Linked DNA regions of Mus musculus: all the other regions are linked to region 3. Evidence: chromatin contacts called from public Hi-C and promoter capture Hi-C data. All regions are on one chromosome and are shown on one strand. Each heading gives the region's core, a stretch centred on a gene start, on an enhancer-like site or on the middle of the called end of the contact. The rest is flanking DNA. Distances are from core to core; before and after follow the strand shown. Region 1 holds the start of Cenpn (centromere protein N). Region 2 holds the start of Gan (giant axonal neuropathy). Region 3 holds the start of Wdr59 (WD repeat domain 59).

What was found. Promoter capture Hi-C pulls out the DNA fragments that hold promoters and counts their contacts. Hi-C and Micro-C count contacts between places; a contact is called where the count stands out from the background.
Region 1: a Hi-C map of muscle stem cells shows a contact between it and region 3, with 13 times the contacts expected there. The contact joins the promoter of Cenpn here to the promoter of Wdr59 in region 3. A contact is called at or near these places in 1 of 39 promoter capture datasets (maxillary cranial neural crest) and 1 of 484 Hi-C or Micro-C datasets (muscle stem cells).
Region 2: a contact with region 3 is called in a promoter capture Hi-C map of pre-B cells, with 6 times the contacts expected there. The contact joins the promoter of Gan here to the promoter of Wdr59 in region 3. A contact is called at or near these places in 1 of 39 promoter capture datasets (pre-B cells) and 1 of 484 Hi-C or Micro-C datasets (neutrophils).

What each region holds. Positions count from the first base shown.
Region 1 is chr8:116,919,559-116,923,049 of GRCm38.p6, forward strand. Cenpn (centromere protein N) reads left to right here and starts at 2,182. Exons shown (of 12, transcript NM_028131.3): 1 at 2,182-2,225; 2 at 2,770-2,883. It overlaps Cmc2 (COX assembly mitochondrial protein 2), which reads right to left and starts at 1,878. Exons shown (of 4, transcript NM_026844.3): 1 at 1,793-1,878.
Region 2 is chr8:117,156,304-117,160,289 of GRCm38.p6, forward strand. It overlaps Gan (giant axonal neuropathy), which reads left to right and starts at 1,678. Exons shown (of 11, transcript NM_001081151.2): 1 at 1,678-1,998. The coding sequence starts at 1,832.
Region 3 is chr8:111,519,521-111,523,553 of GRCm38.p6, forward strand. It overlaps Wdr59 (WD repeat domain 59), which reads right to left and starts at 2,587. Exons shown (of 26, transcript NM_001170742.1): 1 at 2,408-2,587. The coding sequence starts at 2,461.

The DNA of each region.
Region 1 (3,491 bases), core at 932-3,431, 5.4 Mb after region 3:
TCTTCCACTCTTGGCAAGAAGAACTCTATTTAACCTAAGTCCTAAACACGCAACCTTATGGAACAAATCCCTTGCTTTAGCGCCAGGAAGCACATTTTTAAATAGAGTGACTCTAGTATGAGGAAATGCGTGCTGATAAGAGAAGGTATTATAAGAGGTGACATCCCTATATTTTAACGCCATCTGTATTTCTTTTAGAGAGATTTTGCTATTCTGGCTGCCCAAGAAAGAAACTTACACTACAGTTGCCATTCCTAATAGTTTAAAATAAGCAAGGAGCTGGAGAGATGTTTGGTGGGTAAAGCTCTTGCTGTGCCTTAGGTGTCTGCACCCCTTATTGCGGAGATCGGGTCAGGCAGACCCCAAGAAGGTTCTCATGGCTAGCCAACCTAGCCAAAACAGCAAGCTAACACAGTTAAGGAGAAAGCAGGTCTCAAATCCGTAAGGCAGATATAGACATAGAGCATGAGGGTTGGCTGGACTGAGGTCAGGCCCAATCCCAAAACAGACACATACAAAAATACACACTAATTAAGGCCAGCAAGTGCATGAGGACTTGAATTCAATCTTCAAAACACACATGGTGGAAGGAGAAAACTAACTCCAGTGAGCATCTTCTGACAGGCAGGCGTGCACGCACACACACGCACACACACACACACACACACACACACACATGATCATTTCTCAACTATCACCTTAAAACTGCTTCTCAAAAGAATAGGCCTCTGCCGGGCGTGGTGGCGCACGCCTTTGATCCCAGCACTTGGGAGGCAGAGGCAGGCGGATTTCTGAGTTCAAGGCCAGCCTGGTCTACAAAGCGAGTTCCAGGACAGCCAGGGCTACACAGAAAAACCCTGTCTCGAAAAACCAAAAAAAAAAAAAAAAAAAAAAAGAATAGGCCTCCTCTGCATCATTCTGGAACAATCTCCTACTAGTGCCAGGTAGGCAGGTAAGTAGTCTGCTAAGACCAGGGAAATTTTAGAGGAAAAAAGAAATAAATGTCTGCTGAATGTTGACATTTAACACTGAAAATGGAGAGGCGTATTTTCACTTCGATCAACCAAATACCAAGGCCTGGATGTACAAGACAGAAAAGATGTCAAGAGAATCCCTTTGCCAAGGCAAAGTTGCATACATTTAAAGTGGGTTTTGTTACTAACACAGGGTCTAGTGTAGCCTCAAATTCCTTATGTTGCTGAGGGTGACCTTGAATTCCTGATTCTTGCCTCCACCACCTCCCCAGAGCTGAGATTGAAGCAAACCATCCTACCCTCCTTGCCTGGGGTTTTGTTTGATTTCGAGAAGTTTTAACAGAGGCTTCTAATACATCTATTGTGAAAACACTCACAGTCGTCCTCGAAGCCTATCTAACGGACCCTAAACATTACTTTCCTTGTCAAGTGTACCGTGGGGGATCTTTACAGATACCCACATCACCAGCCAGTCCAGTGACTTTTCAGTAAAGAAACTTTTGACGGCAGCTCCCTAGATTAGTTATCAGCCAGAACAGTTAGCTCAATGCGCCCTCAGTGTCACGCATCTCCAAAGTTTTGCAGCAGGGTACGCGCACTCGACCAGGCGCGCGCCCAAGGTCGCAATGCCAGCGAGCGGCGGGCAGATCTCAGCAGTGTGACAGCTCATGCCCGCGGCTCACCAAGAAGAGTGTTCCTAGTAAAGGTCCAAGGGCAGGGACATGGGTGAACCTAGCGCGGCGTGGGAAGCTAAAGAGCCGCGTCCTTCCGCCACAGGCAGCCAGATGCCCGGAGGCTGAAGGACACCCGACACTCACCGTCACTCAGCCCCTACAAGAAGCACAGAAAGAGAAGTCACCGACACGGAGCCCGCAGCTCCCTTAGGACTTGCAAGCACCGACGCTCCGCGCATGCGTCATCCTGCATGCATCGCTCCGCCTGGACCGGTCCACTGTCCCATGCTGAGGGGGATCTAGGGCCATCCCACCGGGGCTCGGCGGGGACAGCACACAGAGATGACTGCCAGGTGGAATTCGAGACGGAGAACAATTATATTTACATGATCCTGTCTCTGAGTACAGCGACTCTGGGGATCTAAAGCGTTTTCCATCAGGCGCCCACAGCCGCGTCCCCCCGTGCAGCCGAAGCAGTGCGGAGGGCTTGCCAGGTGGGCGGGGCCCGAGCGGCCATTGGCGGCTTCAAAAGCACCTCGGCGGGAACCGCTGCAGAGACGGCGGGCGATGTGGACTGGTAAGGCAGCCTCAGCGACACCGAATTGGACTCGGAGGCGGCGGGAGGACTACAGGAGCCAGGCCTCAGACATCTACGGGGGCCTTGCCACGGCGCAGTTCCGCCACGGGATCTTAGCCTAGGAGTGACACTAGTGGAGGCCGGGTCCGGGCCAAGAGGGCCGGGATGAGCGTCCATGGCGTCATATCCGCCCGGAGTGGGGCGGGGTTTTATGTCCCTTGGCGTTTATGCCATGGAGGCTCCGGGCTGCCCGCTCAAGAGCTGCTTTACTTTGATCCTTAGGTTCCGTCGAGCCTAGGTGTCAGCTCTCTAATTCCTAGCCTCGCCTCAGTTTTTGTCCATGCCTCCTGTTGCTATACTCCTTGTGCTCCATGCGGGTCTACCGGATCGTTATTGTCACGTGTACATTCAACAGCCTTGTCTTAGCTGCTACCATGAATAAAGCGCTAGAAAATAGAAATTGAAATAGTAACAGGGCAGAAAGTTCACTCAAAGACTTGCTAACTTTGTTGATGTGTTACGCCCTTTCTGTCATTTCTTTTAGGAAGGGCATGGTGCAGATAGATCACTCAGAATTAAGAATCTTCGGAAGTGCTAAGGATTGGGCACCCCACCCCGAAGGCCCTGATCTCCGAAGTTTATAGCCGCATCTGGCCTGGTCAGTACTGGGATAGGAGAAATGCCTGCTTTGCATACACTCTCCTCTAATTTACCTCACTGAGGATCAGGAAAACGCTCTCAGATGTTGTCACGAACAAGGTGTTGGTTTAATAGTTGACAGACAGTGGAACTATATCCTTCCCTTGTGCATACCGCTTAGGGTGGGTATCCAGTCACTCTTCCATCAGTCATTAGTCAAGTGCATATGAGATTGTTCTTGGGTGACCAGACTCGCTGTGTGATTTGGCTCATGGTGACTGAAATTGCTAGGATCAGAACCCCCCAGCCCTGGCAGCCCTAACAAGCTAGGCTCCATAGGCCACTTAAAAGGACAAGTCTTTTGTTTGTTTGTTTGTTTGTTTGTTTTGTTTTTTCGAGACAGGGTTTCTCTTTATAGCCCTGTCTGTCCTGGTACTCACTTTGTAGACCAGGCTGGCCTTGAACTCAGAAATCCGCCTGCTTCTGCCTCCCAAGTACTGGGATTAGAGATGTGCGCCACCACCGCCTGGCTAAAAAAGACAAGTCTTAAATGAGAGGCAGAAAAGAGACATGTATTCAGTGTGGCCACACTGGGAAGAGCAAAGAGGTCTAGTGACCCACACACCA
Region 2 (3,986 bases), core at 428-2,927, 5.6 Mb after region 3:
AGGTACTCTGATACCAAGAAGGGCTTGGCACCTGGAAATCGTGCCAGGCCACAATAAACACGGAAGCGAGCTAGTCATATGGATAAAAAAAGCGTCTTACAGAGCAATGTTCAAAACACATCAACTACTTAAACAAAAGAGTGTTGACTGAGCCCAGAAGCACTATGTGAAAACAGGCCTGCATTATTTTATTATTATATTTTCTCAATAGGCACAAATACAGAGGCTGTATACAACACAGCCCACTACAGGCCTTACTAATTAGTAACTCACAGTTCCTTGTTAGCTCTACTCAGCTCTGCTTTCCCAGACCTTAGTTTTGACACAGCTTACTTTTTTTTTTTTTTTGGATGCGGGGGTTGTCTCTTTGGTTTTTCAAGACAGGGTTTCTCTATGTAGCCCCTGGCTGTTCTGGAACTCTCTCGGTGGGCCAGGAACTCACAGAGACCTGCCTGCCTCTGCCTCCCCGGTGCTGGGATTAAAGGCTTGCGTCACCACCTCCTGGTTTAGAGTCTAGATACTTTTATCACTGCAGGTATAGATACTGTGTTTGAAATGGAAACTGGAAATGTATCGATCTTCTACTAGTAACTTCCTTGACTTTACTCCCCTAGTCTCCTATCTTGAGTATAGTTTATACTCTGATTCCTATCAGTGACGCCAAAGCCTTGCTGCTTCCAGGGTGAAAACCAAGACTTTCCTTGGGGCCTTTGGACTACGGGAGGCTGTGCTGACGCACTGAAAACCACATCCTGCCTTACTTTGAATGCTGCCCCAATGTTCTGATCCTTGGTCCTCATAAGACTTAATTCTCTGTAGCCTCGAGCACCTAATGTTTGCACAAAATGGTAGCTACTTCCTCCACTCCCAAGCACCTTCAGCAACTTCCAGGGACACAGACGAGGCTCGCCCTGCAGAGTGAGCACACCCAGGGGTGCTTAGTACCACAGCCTTGATCTGTCTCTGTGGGAAGTCTAGCCCCCACCATCCGAACATCTGGCCTTCATACCCCCTAGTCTTTCAGACTTTATCTTTCCTAAAAGGTAGGGATGGCAATCATGCAATTAACTGGACCCCCTCTCCTTCCCAATTGTACTCTTGTGCGGGGGCGGAAGGGAGGGCATATACCACAGAGTCCTTTTATCCAGCCCACTATCTAATCTTGGCATCGATCTGCTTTAAAGACCCCGATCTTAGAAACCTTCGGAACACCTTACCCCTACCGCGGTATTTAAAACCCTTCCATTGCTCCCGGTCCCCAATTGCAAGAGGAAAACACCTTCCTTGCCACAGCCTTGCAAAACTGCTTGTTTCTCTCGCTTCACTCGCGACGTCTTCAGCGAAGGCTTCTGGCGGACTCCGCGTTCTGCCCGGAACTAATGGACGTGAACGTAGCGAGGCGTAACTCCCGCGAAAGGAATAATAAGTCCTCGGCTTCACTCTGCGTCTCACTCCCTTCCACACTGAGAGCACTCGGTTCGCCGAGACTGGGAATTGGATACCGCGGAACCGCTAAACCCTTCCGCCCGCACCAAGCACAGCCCGTGGGCGCGCCCGGCGCTCGCAGCCCAGCCCTTCTGATTGGCTGCTGCGAGGTAGGGCGGGGCGCGGGGGCGTCGCGGAAAGATGACGCAACGGCACAGCTCCTTAAAGGCGCCGTCCGCACGCGCTGCCGATGGCGCAGGCGCGTTGTTGAACTTCCAGCTCTGACTCCAGAGCTTCACTCAGTCCGGGCGGGCGGGCGAGCGGACGCGAGGAGTGGCCGGCGGGGACGTGCGCGGGACTCGGGCGGGCGGGTCGGGCAGGTGGCGGCGGAGGAGCGGGAGGCGCGATGGCCGAGGGCAGCGCTGTGTCCGACCCTCAGCACGCCGCGCGCCTGCTGCGGGCGCTCAGCTCGTTCCGGGAGGAGGCGCGTTTCTGCGACGCGCATCTGGTCCTCGACGGCGAGGAGATCCCGGTGCAGAAGAACATCCTGGCGGCGGCCAGCCCGTACATCAGGTGAGCGGGCGCCGCCGCCCATCGCCTCCGCATCCCTCCCTCTCTCTCTGGCCTGGCCGCCTGCGGCTCCAGTGGCTCTGCCGCCGCGCCCCTCGGGCGCCCATGGGCCTCTCCACCGAGATCGCCCCGATCCCGGAGTCCCTGGAGGTCCGCAAAAGCCCCAAACACGGTGTACAGGCCGTCCTGGACCCGCACCCGCGAGCAGGGCGGGGCTGCTCCGGGAAGAGCCGCCCCTTCGCCCCGACAGGCCCCGCCCGGCCCGCGGAGCCCCGCAGAAGTTTTACCTCCGAGTCACCGCACAGTGGGCCGGCCAGGTTTTGCGCGGGGAAGCCAAAACAAACACCCGCGGCTTAGGCAGAAGGAGAACCCTGTAAGAGGTCGGTGGGAAGCCCCCACCCCCAAAGCCCAACTGTCACTTTGCCACTCCCTTGTTACAAACAGGCAAAACTGTTGCGAATTTGAGAAGACCCGGGGTCGTTCTTTGGCTACAGTTACCACCGAGGACCCAGCGATTGTAACCACCAAGAGGGCACTGTAAAACTTAAGCGACGCAAACCTTAGCCCAGTTTACTAGGTTAATGAAAAGGTTGAGACCAAGCTTATAGCATCGGATCAGAATTTGTGAGATGGGCTCCTGTCTTTTCTTTAGCAACTTTCCTTCAGGCAAACTGGTTTGCTCTTTTAATATGGGGGGTGGGGGGGGGCACTAAAAGGTAGAGAAAGTGCCCAGTAAGCTGGTTAAATATAGACGAATGATAGCAATGTCACTAGAATTGACAGATCAGAAAATGGAAAATTATGTGTATGCCGTTTCTTAGGGCTCTGTCCCAGCAGAACTCGGACACATATGCTGTTCTTGAATCTTTGCTTTTGGAGACCTTCGAACTCCAGAAGCAATCCAAGTGCCCTTGAAACTTCTGGCTTTTAGCCTAGCCTGGCCTTACAACATTGGGCTCTTTGTGGACTTAGGGGTCAGGTGTCTGTGAACAAGAAATTTAGATCACCAATATGACAGCTCAGGGCTGGCAGTTCAGAGGTTAAGGCAGTCAATCAAACTGAATTTCCAGGCCAGACCTTTCCCGTAACAGAGTAATCCTAGTTTGGGAAATGCTTAGGAAAACTACAATGGATGCAGTATTGTTACAGATCCTTAAATGGCACCCAGCTCTAAAGTCGCATATCCTGAAACACTGTCTCCATCTTTCTCTGTGATACTTACCACTGCAGTAAACCCTGTATTTTGCTCATCTCCGTGAGCCACAATGTAAAGTCAGTAGGCCAAGGATTTTTCTTTTGTTTCTTGCTGGGACCTTCCTAGAGGGACTGGTGCCTGGTGCCAGAATACATGTGTTGAATGAGTGATTACCTCGCTTCCCAGTGGACATCAGAGGTTTGGCTCTGTTGTATTGCCATGTGAACTGGTTGAGAGGAGCACCGCCCTGGGCAGTCTGGAGATCTGCTTCTGTCTCAGCTCTTACCTGCCTGCTGTGGGTTGTTGGGGATGATTTAGTCTTGACTCCCGCTCATTAAAATGACAAATGAGGGGCACAGTGTGGTTTTGTGCCATTTAATCTCCGAGGCACCTACAAAGAAATGTGTAATTAGCTTCAGACCCTCAACAGCTCTCCATGCAAGTCTGTCCAGCAGTTAGGATAGATTTCCTCTGGGCCATGGCTTGTCAGTTTCCAAGTAGAAAAATGGTGTCTCAGAGGATGTTACCAACTTAGATGTCGAGGCTCCTGGTGCTTCGTGGTTGAGCTAGGAGTCCACTCCCAAGTTTACTATGCATAATGTCCTGATTCCACTGTTCCAGATGACAACATCGGTTGTATTTGGATGTACTTGGGATAAAACCAACACTTGATGGCTCTATATTTTATCATTTAAATCAGTAGTCTCGTTTTATGGGTTGCAACCCCTTGGGGGTCAGATGACCCTTTTCCAGGGGTTACCTAAGACCATAAGAAGATACTGAAATTTACATAGAG
Region 3 (4,033 bases), core at 1,337-3,836:
GTCTCAGGAGACAGAGGCAGGAGGATCTCTCTGAGTCGGAGGCCTGCCTAGTCTACATAATAAGTTCCAGGACAGCCAGAGTTACATATGATACCCTGTCTCAAAAGAAAAAAAAAAAAAAAGGTGTGGGGGGGAGATACTGGAGGAAGAGACTGCTTCTTCCTCTTCCAGAGCACACAGGTTAGATTTCTAGCATCCACATGGAGGCTCACAATTGCCTGTAACTCTAGTTCCAGGAGATTCTGTGCCTCCATCTGGCCTCAGCAGACACTAGACATGAACGATTCCCATATAAACAGGCAAAACAACCATACACCTAAAATTTTACATGGGTACCTTCAAGATGGCTCATAGTATAAAGATTCTAGCTAGATACAGCTGTTGACATAAGCTTAAGTTCCACAGTAAAAGAGTATAGATTCCCAAGTGTTGTCCTCTGATATATCATACACTCACTATAATAATGTTTTGTTTGAATTTAAAGAAAGGAAAAATGATTAAAATAGCCAGTCAGTAAAAACTCTTTTTTAATTTTTAAATTAGTTTTTTTAATTAATTTTGTGTGTATATGAGTGTGGGCAGACATGCCACACAATATGTGTAGAGATCAAAGAATAACTTGTGGGAGCCGGTTTGGTCCTTCAGCCATGTGGGTCCTGGGGACAGAACTCAAGTGGTCGGAGGCTGGCAAGAGCCAATACCTGAAACATTTCAAGCACTCAATGCTAATGTTTTTTAAAAGATATTGTTTTTATTTTTTATTGTTCACTTATTGACTGTGTGTACGAGTGCCACGGGATGTGGATGTAAAAGATCCTGACAGAATGTAAAAGGTCACAGAAGCCCTGAAATTGGCAAAATAGATTTCATTGTTAGCAGAATTAGCTTCACTGATTTAGAAAAATAGAGGTACACAATGCTCTGGCCACTCCTTGAAGCCGTTTGTCTGCCAATGTTTTGGCCATTCCTTGAACCCATGTGTGTGCCCACTGATGAAGCCCATTGCCAGGTGTTTGTGATATTGGTTGCTGAGAAAGAGTCAGAAAATCTCCCCAGCAACCACAGCCGGGCCAATCCAGAGTTGCTACACCTGCACCAGACTCTTTCCTTGTACCCCTCCCATACCCATTTCTTGAGAATAGACATTGTTTAGATCTGGAAATCCCCTTCTCCCTCCCTCTCCTTTCCCCCTGAAGGCCTATAAAAACTGGGCCCCTTTTCCCCTCGTGGTCGACTCCTCTACCCCTGCGTGGGATATGAGTCGTCTCCAGAGCTCTGGCTTTCCCCAAATAAAGCCTTGTGTGGTTTGCATCAAGCTTGGTCTCTCCTGAGTTCTTGGGTGTCCACTATTGTCCCGAGGCCTGAGTGAGGGGCTCCTCTCGGAGTCTTTCAGATGGAGGAAGGAGACCATTGTATGGCAGCTGGTTCTTCCTGACATGTGAGTCCTGGAACTCAGGCTGGCAAGCCTGGCAGCAGTGCCTTTGCCAGCCACCTTGCAGGCCTCCAATGTTAACAATTTTTAAAGCTTGCCATGTGCCACACTTCTTAAACATGTGGCCTCATAAAATTCTCATGCCAGTCCTGTAAGTATAATAACCTCCCTTCTACAGGTAAGAAAACTAGGCATAGCCGAGCAGTAGTGGCGCTTGCCTTTAATCTGGGAGGCAGCGGCAGAAAAAGGCAGATTTCTGAGTTCGAGGCCAGCCTGATCTACAGAATGAGTTCCAGGCCAGCCAGGGCTACACTGAGAAACCCTGTCTCGAAAAACCAAAAAGAAAGAAGAAAAAGAAAAAAGAAAAAAAGAAAAGAAAACCGAGGCGTGGAGAGTGATGTGAGGGATGGGCTCACAGGTGTCCAATCTAAGCAATACATGTATCTTGTCAACGACAGAGTATTTCCCACATTAGCAACCACTTAGGCTGAAACAGATGCTCCGCAAAACAGTATTTCACAAATTCACCCCCAAAATGGTCCAAGGTGAGACTTGGTCCAAGTAACTGAGGCTCAGAGAAGTTCTGCAACTTTCCCGAAGTCACCAAGTGCAGTCGACTACCTCAGGGAGTGGACACCTCCCCCAGTTCACTACCTTGAACAAGGTCAGAATCCCTTTAGCATTTACAATCACTATCTTGGCGTCCCAAGACCATAAGCCTGTTTGGAACCCTAAAGGCCATACACGCCTTTGCCCTAACTGTCCTGACCAGTAATCAAAGCTTCCTTAGCTATCCTGACTGACAGCTCCAGATGAGCACCGCGTCCATCTTCCCACCCTGAGCAAAGGGATGGATGAAAAGGCGGGGGTGCAGGGGTGCGGGGATGGGGGGGGGGGCGGGTGAGGGTGTAAACCACGGAAAGCGCATGCTCAGATGGCTCCATTCCCAGATGGCTCCATTCACGCACAGCTCACCTGAGAGTCTCGAAACTCCACCACCACGTTCTCGCTGCTCCAGCGCGCCGCCATCTCACTAGCCCGATCGTGGGGTGCCAGCAGGCGACCCTCCACCCCCAACCCCACCCCCAAGTCCGAGACTCCCCGCGTGAGTAAGCCCCACACAGCCTGCTAATAAATCCGGCCACGCCCAGTTTCTCCCTTTCACTTGACCACAACTGATTGGCTACCCCAATGATAGACCCCGCCTCTTCTGCTTTCTCCCCCAACCACGGACCAGGTCTGCCCCAAAACAGGAACGCCCCTTCATTTCGTCATCAGTACGAGTCACCTGGGCACCCCGCGGCTGCCGACACGCCCCCTGCCGTGAGCTCTGCTGGGAATTGTAGTCAAATGTCAGCACAGCGTCAGTTACCCAGGAAGAGCCTGAGTTCAGAGAGTAGATGGCAGTTGTCCTGTATTTTTGCTGGTATTTGGTTGGTATCCCCGTATTCTCCTACACATAGCCTATAAACAAAACCTACATCCCTACCAAGGGAAAAAACCTCTTCTGATTCCTGCCATCAAGGCTTTGAAAAATCTGAGTGCACAATTTTTTGTTTCATGCTGTACAGCCGTGCCTCTGAAGTAGTTCCTGAGGTTCTCCACGAACAACACTTTGGGGGTGGAGGAGAAAACAAGTCCCTAAAGGTAAAAACAATTTTATAATCTTACTAACATCACTGTGCGGTATAGTTCTCCCGAGGATGTGTAGTACAGAGGGAATTTACTCTGAGAGGAAGTTTAAACTGAATATTAAACGACATGACTTTTTTCCTTCTTTTTTTCTTTTCTTTTTTTGTTTGTTTTTTTGTTTGGTTGGTTGGTTGGGTTTTTTTTTGTTTGTTTTTTTTTTGAGACAGGGTTTCTCTGTGTAGCTCTGGCTGTCCTGGAACTCACTCTGTAGACCAGGCTGGCCTCGAACTCAGAAATCTGCCTGCCTCTGCATCCCAAATGCTGAAATTAAAGGCGTGCACCACCACTTGCCCGGCTGACCCTCTTTTTGATAACATCATTTTGGTTTTGAAAAGTGTTATTTTTTTTCACTGAAGATGTGTAATTAATGTTAATGGTAGTTGCCATTTAACCATAATGGTTTTTTTTCCCTATTCATGGTTTTAATTTCTAACACTAGCAATATCTTTATCCACACAGTTTTTGGAGTCTTAGACAATTTTTGAGGATGAAATAAAAATTAATCAGGAAGTTTAGCATAGTAGATACTAGTTGGCTCCTCTTCAACCCTATCCTTTGAAGTCCTGGGTTAACTGGCTTAGCATCTCTTTGTCTACAGAAGGGGGTATATCATACTTAGCTGTTGAGAGGAGCCAAGCACTAGGCCTGACATGTTGTAAAGGCTCAAGTATAAACTGTCACCAGCATTCCTCTCTGAAGATCGTTGCATGAATGGAGAGGAGGTGTAGACTCCTTTCCCCCAGCAGACGCTGGTTATAAAGGTCAGACAAACTTGTCTGTAGGCTAGGGTGACTATCATTTCACTGTCGTCTGCCTGGAACAGTCTAGGTTTTACCACTATAACCAGCAAAAAAAAAAACTTGCATCCCAGAGAACCCTTCAGTACCAGAAAAAAGAACAGTTGGTCCC